Linked DNA regions of Gossypium hirsutum: regions 1 and 3 are each linked to region 2. Evidence: chromatin contacts called from public Hi-C data. All regions are on one chromosome and are shown on one strand. Each heading gives the region's core, a stretch centred on a gene start, on an enhancer-like site or on the middle of the called end of the contact. The rest is flanking DNA. Distances are from core to core; before and after follow the strand shown.

What was found. A called contact is a pair of places that touch in the nucleus more often than the background predicts.
Region 1: a contact with region 2 is called in a Hi-C map of leaf, with 3 times the contacts expected there. The contact joins the promoter of LOC107946035 here to the promoter of LOC107947553 in region 2. A contact is called at or near these places in 5 of 34 Hi-C or Micro-C datasets (leaf and petal).
Region 3: a Hi-C map of leaf shows a contact between it and region 2, with 2.0 times the contacts expected there. The contact joins the promoter of LOC107946033 here to the promoter of LOC107947553 in region 2. A contact is called at or near these places in 2 of 34 Hi-C or Micro-C datasets (both in leaf).

The regions. Positions count from the first base shown.
Region 1 is chrD12:43,897,892-43,902,124 of Gossypium_hirsutum_v2.1, reverse strand. It overlaps LOC107946035 (BRCT domain-containing protein At4g02110), which reads left to right and starts at 2,107. Exons shown (of 10, transcript XM_016880216.2): 1 at 2,107-2,385; 2 at 2,524-2,613; 3 at 2,704-2,808; 4 at 3,137-3,238; 5 at 3,328-3,412; 6 at 3,739-3,808; 7 at 3,992-4,036; 8 at 4,211-4,233. The coding sequence starts at 2,302.
Region 2 is chrD12:44,033,900-44,038,207 of Gossypium_hirsutum_v2.1, reverse strand. It overlaps LOC107947553, which reads right to left and starts at 1,747. Exons shown (of 1, transcript XM_016882171.2): 1 at 907-1,747. The coding sequence starts at 1,668. The coding sequence ends at 1,081.
Region 3 is chrD12:43,842,270-43,846,730 of Gossypium_hirsutum_v2.1, reverse strand. LOC107946033 (probable beta-D-xylosidase 2) reads right to left here and starts at 2,134. Exons shown (of 5, transcript XM_016880213.2): 1 at 1,630-2,134; 2 at 376-654. The coding sequence starts at 2,040.

The DNA.
Region 1 (4,233 bases), core at 858-3,357, 140 kb after region 2:
AATAATGGGTCGGGCTAATGTAAAATTTTAGACCTATTTTCCAGGCCCAGGTCCGACCCGAAAAATAGGCCTAAAATTTTGCCCAAACTCGACTCAAATGAAAAAATCCTAAACCCGAGCCCGACCTGGCCCGTCCTTAACTTTTTTTATATAAAAACAAATTAAAATTATAATAATTAAATACACTAAAAATATTAAAATAATTGTTTTTCAACAAATTAAAAATATATTAAAAATATTTATACTTAAATAACACTAAGATATGTGCAACTTAGCAAGCAAATATCTCTAAAATAATAGCAAAATTAATAATAAAATAAGAGTTATACAATATTGAAACAATAACAACAAAATAATAGTAATATAACTGATTTGTTTAGAAAACGAGCCTTATTTTTTTGTCCAAACCTATTTTTACTCAAATCCTCTCACTTTTTGAATAGGCCTTTGGGTATGGACAAATAACCTGACCCATGATTAGGTCTAGTTGTATTGGGGCAAGCTTGAGCCTCAGATATTGAAGCCCAAGTTTGACCTTTATCTTAAATTAGCTTAAATTTTTTTCCGAAATCATAGACACTAATTGAAGTTAAAAAAGTATTTTTTAATCCAAACCATGATTTCAAATTAATATATATATAAACAATTAGCTTTTCAAATCAAATATTGATTTTAAGTTGAGATTTGAAATCAAATTTTTTTTTGAATTAAGATTTTAAATCAAGTTAAAAGGCCAAATTTGTTAGTTTTTAACTTTTGAAAAAATGCTTTTCAATAAAATTACATTTTTATTTATTCATTAAATCATTTACTTTATACAACATTATGTCTAAAATAGACATTTTATCTTTTTAAAAGAACTTATAGATAATAATGGTACATTATCAAAAATTTCAAAAACATTTTTTAAAAAAGTTTTTTAATAACACTTTTCAACCTCAATCTTAACCTCAACGATAAACTAACTTTAAAAGAGCCAAATAGTAATAATTGAAAAGAAAAGAAATAAGTGTTAGATTGTGCTAGTAGTCACCATACTTTAAGAAATTTATGGTTTAACCTTTATACTTTAATTTGATTAAATTTTGTCCCTATATTATTTGTAAAGTTGTAGTTTTGGTCCATATTATCTAATCTCTAATTGGATCCTTCCAAAGCTCTTGTACTTTTTAGATTTTGAAATTTCAGCCTTTAACGCAAATGACAATAGTTAATCTATTAAGGGTGAGTTTGGATGGATGGTGGGGTACAGTGCGGTGGGTTTAACTTATTTTTTGTCTCACGTTACAATATTGCTACAATATTTAATTTCACTACCACCACTATTTTTACACTAACTGCAGGTAAACGTACTGCCCATCCAAACCCACTCTAATTAAATTTGTAATGAATAATATATGGAAACAACAAGTTGATATGGTATTATACATATAATAATATGTTTGGCGCCAGAGGCAGATTTAAGGGGGTTGGCAGGGGCCCCGACCCCCATAAAATGAAAAATTTACCATTTTGACCCTTTAAATTTTTAAAAAATTTAATTTAATAAAGGTAAAATTGTTCTTCCCCCTAAAAATGATAAAAATTTGATTTAATCCTTTAAAAATTGTAAAGATATAGATAATTTAATTTTAGCCCCCTAAAATATTTTCCTAGCTTCGCCCGATGCATCAGATTTTGAAAATATAATAATTTAATGAATTTAATACTTATATTTTAATAATTATTGAAAAATTAATATTTAAAAACTACATAAACTAAAAAAAAACCAAATTAAAGTAAAAGGATTAAACCCGAAAAGCACAAGGGCTAATAGCAGAATTTAACCATTCAAAAAGAAACCAAGTTTCAGCCTAGTCGTATACTTCTGATTGGGCTTTTCGACAGTAATCAGATGCCCTCAAAATCGGTGATATCAGTCCACTACAGAAAGCCCAAGACTACACGTGTCAAATTATCGTTCCGTCATTATACCACGTGGAGACACCATATTCAATCAAGAAATTTCCATCTCCCGCCACTAGAACAAAAAATAAAAAAAAATCAAAACGAAAAGAAAATTTTCCCTCGCATCGGCCCCCCGAATATAATAAACTCACTATTTTCCCACTCTCTTCCTCGACAAGTTTTGTAAAACCCCCCAAAATCCCTTTTTTAATCCCTCGCTTTCATATCATTTCTAAACTCATTTGATTAAATTCCTCCTTTTTAGTGTTATTTCCCCCATAGATTCAAAATCTCCCTATTGTTCAAATTACCCTAATTTAGTATTTCTGTTTTTAAACGCTAGTTTCCGATCCGATGCTGGAATCCGATACTCCCTCGAAAACGTTTCTCGGCGTTCGTTTTTGTCTTTACGGCTTCGATCCCGTTAACGAACATAATGTACTTCCGTAATATCCCGCGTTATCTTCTATTAGTGTTGTTTTTTTGGTGTCTTCAAAGCGCTCTGCTTCTTAATCTTTGTTTCATTGAAGTACTTATTTGAGCAAAAAATAATAAAGCTTTTTTTTTTTTGTGAAGGTTCGAGTAAAGCTAATTAACGGTGGCGGCGTTGGTGTCGGTCAGTATAGTCAGAGTTGCACTCATGTGATTGTTGATAAGATTGTCTACGTAAGTCTATTAAAGCAATGGTGCTTGCTTTATATATAAATTCTTTTGTTAAAAAAAGATGCTGAAAATCCTGCTTTTACATGCTTGTAGGATGATCCTGTATGTGTTGCTGCTCGAAACGATGGCAAAACAGTTGTCACTGGGTTATGGGTTGATCATAGTTTTGATATTGGAATGCCTGTTGATGCTACTTCGGTTAGTTTGTTTTGTTGCAGTACTTTTTAAAGCTAACTGTCTGATAATTGTTTAAGATATTTTTGAATTTTATACAATGTCTACTATTTGGAATTTTCGATTCATGAATTCAATTGGTGTAGCACATTTGCAATAAAATGATGAAATTAGAGCCGATATTTGATCAGTTTATTGATAATTTCTCACGCATACAACTTCTACGACATAGAGACGTGTCATTGTTTTGGGGTCAGAATAGCTGTCATGATCTGTATCATTTCTTTAATGAAGTTGGACTTTATTCTTATCATCTGTGTAAACTTGTGAATCTGCCATTGTTTTCTGACAGATTATGTACAGACCTCTTAGGGATTTAAATGGAATTCCTGGTGCTAAAAGTTTAATTATATGCTTGACTGGATATCAAAGGCAAGATCGAGATGACATTATGGTATTGGTCTATCCTTCACTATTGTTGACTACTTTTATTAATTGTAAAGCAAATAAAAATGTTGTGTTGTTTTACCTATGTGTTTGCAGACGATGGTTGGCTTGATGGGTGCTCAATTTTCTAAGCCTCTGGTTGCAAGCAAAGTTACTCATCTAATATGCTATAAATTTGAAGGTGAGATTTTCTTCGTTTTCCTTATCAAAGGGCTGTGAAAGTAAACTTCACAACTTAGGATCCTGTGAAGATCTTGTCAATCTTTTTCACATTGTAATTATTATGATGAGTTTGTTCTTTGTGTCTACTCTTAATACGTTCCTGCTCTCTTTTTCTTTTATTCATTCCTCTGTGTTTCATATTTGTATATAAACTATTCATGCATCTATTAGCCAGTTTTGATGGCCTTTTCTAGTAAATGTTAAGATGCAGGTTTTCATGTGTTGAAGTTTTTAATGATACTGACTTTCAGTAGTAATTTTATTAAATATTGTTAATTTATGCAGGGGAGAAGTATGAGCTTGCTAAGAAAATCAAGAAGATAAAGCTTATCAACCACCGCTGGTTGGAAGATTGGTATGTTTGCATAAAACTGAACTTTGTAGTCCTGAAGCATAATAAATTTCAAAGCTTCCAGAATATAATTTTGCTGATAAACAGAAAACTGAATGCTTTTTCTTTTTGGGGAGCTGAAGAAACTAGAATTTACATGCAGACTCTTTTGCTGCTGTTTAATCTTCTTGTCTTCTTTTTATGCAGTTTAAGAGATTGGGAGCTTCTTTCAGAAGCTAATTACAGCAAGAGGTAAGGGCCTTTCTGAGAATGTTTTACGTGTTTCTCCATAGCATACCAACTCTGCATTTGCTTAGGCATCTTGATTCTCATTTATATTTGCTCAGCTCTTATCCAATGAAGAAAAAGTGAAAAAGATAGGTATAAGCCATACTGAATTATATTCTAATCTCTTCATCTCAACAGTGGCTATGAGTTAGAGGTGATGG
Region 2 (4,308 bases), core at 498-2,997:
CTTGATGCCTCTAAAGTTTTAATTTTATAGATGTAGAGAAACTCTTGTTTAAGAATTGATAAATTAATCGAAGTCTAATATAACTAAATGGAACCAACATAGTCTTAAATGTTATAGTTTTAATTGATGTTGATTTATTGCTTGGATGACTTTTATGTTATACTTTGGGGTTCAAAACCTTATCAATGGTAAATTGATGTGTTGCCACTTTTCGAACATGCGTCTTAAATGTTTATTCAAATACTCGAATTCTCTATAGAGTTAGGAAACAAAATCCGAACTCGACGAGATATTACTAATCTGTTGAGAGATCCGTTAACTTTAAATTCTCTTCCAAATAAGAGTCGGTCTCCTTTCAACTATTGTCCAATAGGCATTGATTGAAAACAAAAAAAAGAAAAAAGAAATATACATAAAAGGGAAATTTAATAAACTGTGGGGAATGTTTGGTAATAAAGTGGATAAAACTGAATCATATTTTTCATGTAGGAAAAGGAAAGAGAAAAGGGTGCCTTAAGGTTATATGTTGAATTCCCAATGTGTTTAATATTGTGAAAGATTTTGTTGAAAATCGAGATAAAAATATGAATGGTTGGTCAAAACTAGAAATTTTATGGGCCAAAAACAAAATTTCACCATTTATTCATAGACCCCCAAGACCCCTCTAAAATGAAATTGTGATTTCACGTTATCTCTACCTCTTTCAGATAGGTGAATGACAAATCGGATTTTTTCTTCTGAAAAAATTTAAATCTAACTAAAAATACTAAAAATTAGCAGGAAATTTTTGATTTGTCATTTTTCTTATTAAAAGGGGATAGAAATTACGTGGAATCACAATTTCATATAATCATTTCTTTGAAACCAGTATTAATTGAAGTCCATACACATACAGTACAAAGTCACTAAATACTAAATTATATATATATATATATATAAAAAGGAAACATTCAATTCAATTTGATGTTACAAACTATATATATAAAAAGGGTAAAATACAAAACATAGCCCTAACGTGCATGCATGCAAATAAATGCCATTCATTCTTTGTTTTTGTCAACTTTGGCACGTCTTAGCACTTCAAGAATTCAAGGTTTGAAGCCTCATTTGTTCGTAAAATTGAGTTATGAATTCTTCTGCTTTAGCATCAATCTCTTCATCGCCGCCGTCATCGTTGTGCTCATCGCATTTCTCTTTGTCGCTTCCTTCACAAGGCGAATCATACGGGCTGGAATCACTCGATGACACGTCATTGAAAGACGAAATTGGAAATGCTATCGGAGATAACGGCGACAAGATAACTTCCTCCTTTTCTTCTCTATTGGGCATATACTTGGGCTCGAGCATGATCTTAGGAGTGGTGGCCTTCATGGGTGGGGAATGAGATGGGGACAATGGGGTGCTTTGTAAATGCATTGGATGCACCGACCCAACAGCCATCCCTTTCCACTCTACCTTTGAATCCACATCGACCTGAACGGGCTTTGAATCCAGCACCATTTCGGCCACGGGTTTTGTACGCAACAATCTAATAGCCACCTTGAAAAGACTCAGGGAAGGGGAACGTGTTCTTCCCTTTTGCAAGGGCACATCATTTCCACCATCGGGAGCCTTCTTTTTGTCCCTGAACATGGAAATACAAGACATCGATGATGATGTGTTTTCCATTTTACAGAGACAAAAAAGAAAAGAGCCCCGATGTATGGTTTTTTGCTATGCAAATTAAGACTAAAGATCCCTTTGCCAAATTGAGACAATGAAATAGCGATTTATATAATACGATTCGAGGGTATGAAACACAAGTAAAACAAAAGGAAATATTCTTAAAATGACCAACAAATAGTATTTACAACAAAAATGATACTAATTTAGTTACAAAACTCAACAATGACCCCTTTCTTAGATTCCAGTCTGTCAAGTTTTTCTTTATGAATGGGGCACCTGATTTCATTAATGTATATTATAAAACTGTTTAAAAATTCACTTTTATGATATAGAAAATATTTTAATTTAAAAAAATTATAATTTTTTCTTCGTTTTCAAATTTGATGAAAGCTTTATGATTTTCTCAAATAAGAGTTTTTATGATTAAAAGTCGATATTAGTGTGTATTGAAAATTTAAAAACAAATCTTACATGATTTAGTCCATGGCTCTATTATTAATTAATAATGATATTTTGTTTAAATTTAATTATAAAATATAATGTTAATAAAGAAACATGTTTTAATACCAACGACTCCTATGTATAAACACACTCTAATTAATACTCTCTTTTTCAATTAAAATATCAAATTTTTTGGACTTTTAAATTAAATATTTAATTAATTACATTTTACAAAAGAATATATTTTAAAACTCTTTCGTTGAAATTTTTTTATAATATATATATTTTAAAGAATAAAAATATCAAAATCAAAATTGTTTTTATATCTAATAGACTGAGGGGTACATGATTTATTAATTTTCTAACTAGAAGTTAAAATTTTTATGTGATAATGGTGTTCTTTATGTTCATTTTATGATTCATCTCATATTCGAATATGAATTCTCTTCTTAAAAATACGATATAATTTATTACTGCACCCAATAATTATGAGAAATACTTCTCTTTTAATTTCTTAAATATAAAACCTAATCAATGTATATTGATTTACCAACGAATGCATTCAATTTAGTGAGGTTGCAATATAGGAAATATACTTTTATCATTCAATAATAGAATCCAATTAATGAATGAATACCAACATTGCTAAAAAAATATTTTACTATGTAAAATGATAATTAGTGTTTGTTGATTTTAAAGAAATACAATTTTTTTTCTTCCATTTTTTTAAATATTTGTTTACGATGGTTAGAAGAAATGTGGAGATGTATGGAGGAGAAGTATTAAGCTTGAGGGAGGGTACAAGATTCACACGATGTAATATGTGTCGAGAGCCTCATAGCCTAAAGAGTTATTTGTCCCCTTTTTTGGTAAGTAAGAGCCTATATATACATACTCTTAGACAAATGTCTTCTAGGTACCCACGAGATGAGTTAGATGATATTGTTGAGACATGTATTGGTACGTATTCTCTGAACAACATGTCACATCATAAGCTTTCGCAATTTGCATATTGATGAGTCAACAAGTCTTACAAGTGGAAGATGAAGCATAATGAGATTTTTTTCATTGGTGAAGTAATCGCACATGGAATTTACGTGGAATGCAAGTGGAATATGTATACAAGTGTTTGGGGTAAAGCTTGAGGATTTTCTACAAGGTGTTCTTGATGGTGACCAAGATGAGAGGACACAACTTCCTAATTATTTTGTGAGGTCAGATTTTGAGGGGATCTTGAGTTGCTCGCATTTCTTTCATTGGTTTGGTGTTTTCTAAGGCTACTTGGAAATTTTGCTCTTATTATTGTTGTAGTTGTTCCCACATGACTTTCAATTTCACTTAGGAATTAGAATTTTGGTCACGTGTGATTTGATCATTAAAATTTGGATGTGGCTAAATTCTCGATTGTGGTTAGAAATTGCACTAAGGATTTGCCTTAATAGTTTTCTAGAAATAGAGTTTTTCTAATCATATGGGTCTAATGAGCTATAAGGTTGGTTTTTACCAAGAGGATAAGCAATGGTGGTTGGAGGATTTTCTTAGGTTATTAGCTGGTGATTGGAGATAATTTCATCAAAATTCACCATTGAAAGTCTAAAGGCTTCCTAGTGAATAGGTTCCACACTCACTGCACATTTGTTGACGTTGGTTGAGGGAATGTAGAGATGGATGAAAGAGAAGGATTGAGCTTGGGGAAGGGCCTGAGATTCATACAGTGTAATTTGTACTGAGAGCTTAGTCCTAAAGAGTCACCTATCCTTTTCTCCGTTAAGTAAGAGCTTATACATGCATACATACATACATACATACTCTTGATCAAGTGTCTCTTCTAGGTACCTAAGAGATGAGCCATGTGGTCTCGTTGACACATTTATTGGTACATATTCTCTATGCCACGCATCACCTCGCCAAGCCTTCTCAATCTACATGGTGATGAGTGGGTTGGTTTTACAAGTGCCAGATGAGGCATGATAGGGTTTCTGTCATTGGTGAAGTAATGGGCCTTAGAAGGATGGACACTTGATATGGTCTCAGTGAAGTAAGGTAAAACAAGGTAAGGCATATAATAATATTAAATTTGTTGGAAAATTGTTTTTAGAAAATCAGTTTCTGTTGGCACAACTTAATATTGAACTTGTGTTTTGAAGCCAGGGAGATACCCAAATCGTAACTTGGGCTCTAGGATGTACCCAAAATTTTCCT
Region 3 (4,461 bases), core at 885-3,384, 190 kb after region 2:
AAAACAAAAATGAAACAAGGTGGTTGAGGAGAAAATTGATTATTCCAGCTGGTAAAATCCCAAGTTTGGCCCCATTCACCTACATCTTCAAAACTACGGCTACAATTTCCAAGGTGATCTTATCACTAAAAATTAATGGTCACTATTTACAATATCCATACCCCCAGTCCATAATTGCACTACACCCATCAATATCATATGAAAGTTAGAAAACTAATAAAGTACATATCCTAGTAAAAAAGCTTAACAGTAAAATTGCTTCACAGATCCTTATATTGTAAGAATCTTATCAAATTAAATGGATCACTTTAATCCTTGCCCTTATAGTTTTGCAAGAGGGACCTTTTATCAGATTTTACCAAAAAGTGAACTGACCTGAGCATTAAAGTGGAACCTATCAACACCATTCCAGTTATCGAGATCATAGGCAGTGAAGTGCTTACAACACGCCGCCACTTTCAACCTATCACCGTCATTTCCCTGTAATCCCTTCACGTAATAGGCTGCATATGTACCGGCCAGAACCGGATCTTCACCAGGCGTCTCCTGTCCACGGCCCCACCGTGGGTCCCTAAATATGTTGACATTCGGGCTCCAATACGTGAGTCCAGCTGATCCACCGTTGTACATAGCCCTTGCCTCATCCGACACCACCTGCCGCCGCCCATCCCATAAAACACATTAATTATTTATATTATTTTTGTGGTAAAATTACGCTTGCAAGTTGCCTGGAATGCTATCCAATAATAATGATTCCACTTGATGATTTTGTGAACCAATCATAACACTGTGAAATGAGCAAATTGCGAGACATGGATCTTACCTTCTTTGTCTTGGAGTTCAAGAAAAGCATAAAGCTAGCCAGGACGTTTATAATCTTTAATCTATTTGTATCAAGTGTGAAACACAAATATCTAATACATATTTAAAAATTTAGTATATGATCATATTTGTTCTTAAAATTATTTATAACTCTTAATTTATAAATAGAAAGATAATACACTTTAACATATTTAAATTTACATCTTCTTATATAGATAATAATACACACTAATTAAATTAGGACTTAATCATCAAATTTAGAAGATGATGATAGCTTTATGGATAACATTACTTCATCTAATAATGCTGAGGTATGACTATCTGTCGAAGTATAATGAAATATAAAAAGAAATGAAGCATACTGCAATTTTTTAAATCCACAGTTGACAAAGCTGACATATCTACCAGTCTAATAGTAGAGGCTATGTCATACAAAGTTAACTTCTCAATGGCTCATAAAACTATCATTCAATCCACTTGTCACCTTTTTTCCCTAAAATAATTCTACATATACCCAATGATATAAAAGTCCAATTAAATATAATTATCATTACCGGTCTAAAACTTAATTGAATTGAGTTGAATTGTAATGAATTTACTGAGTTTATTTTTTTGTAAAATTATATATGTATAAGACCTTATAAATACGTATATATGCATAAAATTTACCTAACATGTCATATCAATTAATAATATTTATATCATATAAATATATAGATATCACTACTTAGGAGAGAGTGAAAAGTAATCAACAATATTATTTTAATTTTTTTAATCTTTAAGATGACAAAAAAAAAAAGAACTTACTCGTCCAATAGCTTCCCATAACGTAGCATTGAAAGAAGCAGCAGTCGAGATTACTTGAGGGAAGCTAGTAGCACCAGGGAATGCCCCACCGAACTTAGTCCCAGGACCCACATCAGAGACCCCATGAAGAGCTTCCGACCACCATTCATACCCTTTGATCCCCAACCGTGGAATTGGTGCCGCACCGTTTATCAACAACCTTACTTTTTCTTGCAACGTCAACCTCCCTACAAGGTCATTCACTCTATCCGACATCGGCATCGAAACCTTGCAAAAAGGAAAACCAGCCGTCACCGCATCTTTCGGGTCACAAGCAAATGGATCAACGGCTTCACCAAAAGCACACAAGAGAAGAAGGGAGAGGATAACGAATTGAGGTGGTGAAGGCAATGTGAGGCTGCCAATACCCATTTTCGTTTTTCTGAAATTGAAAGTGGGTTATTGTTTATGGTACAAAGGCTAATGAAGGGGAATTGTATGGTATTTATAAAGGTGGAAACTTTGGGCTAAACAATGGCAATTGGTAATGTAATGTAATGGGACTCAACTTTTTGATCATTACATGCCATGCCCACATGTTGCCTTTAAGGAAAAAAAATATATTAATCACTTGAATATTTTAGTTTTTAATTCTGAATTTTATTTATGGGCGCAGTAATATGTCACATAACATTAGTTAAAATAATTTTTATTTTCATAAAAAAGGTGGGAAGGAGTGATGTTTTTGAAAGTGCAAAAGTCCCATGTTACCACTGACACATTTTATTTATTTATTAAGATTTCACCGTTTGTAATTCTTTAAACAAAAAGAGATTTACGTCCAATTTTTATTATTGTTATCATTTTAAAATGAAAATAAATAATAGAATTGATGTTTGAGTATTAGCTTAATTGACATGAGTATTATTGCTTATGCAGGAGAACATGGGTTTGAGTGCGCTAAAGCGCAATATCCTCCTATTTAAGGGTGAGCGTTTGATCAAATCAAGTAAAAAAATTTTGAGTTCACAAATCCTATTTTATCATCCTAACATAATTTGAAAATTTTTGAATCAAGTGAAATTGTTCGAGTTAAATTAAAAAAAATTAAACATGTCAAATAAAAACATTGTTACTGTCGAAACCATTTTTTTTGAAAACAATAAATTTTAGGTTGTCGACTTAAAAAAAAAGAAAATGAAAGTTGGGAGTCGCCACCAATCTTTTATTAAGGTGTGATTGGGTCACCTAAAAACGACTTTGGTCTACGAATTTTAGAAGAACGGGTCCGGGAGTCGATTACGTATGAGGAAGGATTAGCACCCTCATTACGCCCAAAAATTGGTACATAGTTAATTAATTAATGTCTTAAGGTCGAAAATTTTAAAAATATAATCTTTAAAAACTTAAAACGTTGCATATTAAGACCCTTTTCAATTTAGAGAAGCAAAAATGCCACACCCAATACGTTAGGGCACAACATTCTAATTTCCCCCAAAATGAATTAGATCAGAATACTTATACAATAAAACTTTAAAAGAACATCCACTCATCCAAGATTTAAGAAATCACACCCAATACGTTAGGGCATGATCCCTTTAGAATCCTAAACTTGGAATATTTCCTTTACTTTAAAAGAACATCCACTTATCCAAGATTTAAGAAATCACACCCAATATGTTAGGGCACAATTCCTTTAGAATCTCAAACTCGGAATATTTCCTTCATGATTTTTAAAAAAAATATTCATTTCGAGAAATCAATGCGTCACATCCAATACGTTAGGACACAACGTGTTGAATTCCCAATAATGAGTTTTTATTTTAATTAAAAGAATATCCATTTTGAAAAAGTTTGATTTTAAAAATCGAGTAAAAAATGTAATGTTATGCTATATTAAATATATAATGCAATAATAAATACTACGATGGCATAGAAATAATGCAAATATATGAACAAATAAGTAAAATAATGGCCTGCAAAATATCAAATAAATGGACAAGATAATAAAAAATATATGTAAACATAAATTAATAGACAAATAACTGAAATAAATAAAAAATATATACATACATCCATGAAAATATATAAGTTTAAAATAATTAAGATAATATCAAAATTAATAAAACATGTGTCTAAAATATACGAAAAATATTAGTTTTTTTAAGGTGTAAATACATGCAAAAGAAACATATTTATATATATACATATAATAATAATAATTTCATAAAAAAATTAGAAATACTGATTTTAAGAAAAATATGAGAAAGGACTAAATTGGGTCGGAAGTAAAAAAACAAGGGTAAATCCGCAAATAAATAAAAGTAAAAGGATTAATTTGAACGCGTGAATTACATAGAGGGGCTGGAAGGGAAATTTTCCCTTCTCCTCTAAAACAACGCCGTTCAACTTAGACCCAATTGAAATAAAAATAAATAAAAGGGTAAATTAAGAAAAAAAAACTTAATTACAAAAACATTAAAAGGCGGAGGGGCTAAATAAAATAAATAAATAAAATTCGCAGTGGTATCACCTTCTCCGCCTTTTTAAAATCGTAAATAAATAATAATAATCGGAAGAAAAAAATAGTAAGTCACCTTTAAAAAACTGCCAATCGTTCTCTTTTTTATTCATCTTCCTCCTTTTCTTTCAACAATGAAGGGAGAGGCCTCTATTTATAGTTGAGCCTCCCAAAATCCAACAGTACAGATCAATTACATCAACGGCTGAGATTAAAGGGTATTTACAAATTAAATCTCTAAGATTACAAAATCATATATTCTAAGATTGCATATCATATCTAAGATTATATATCATATCTAAGATTGCATATCATATCTAAGATTGCATATC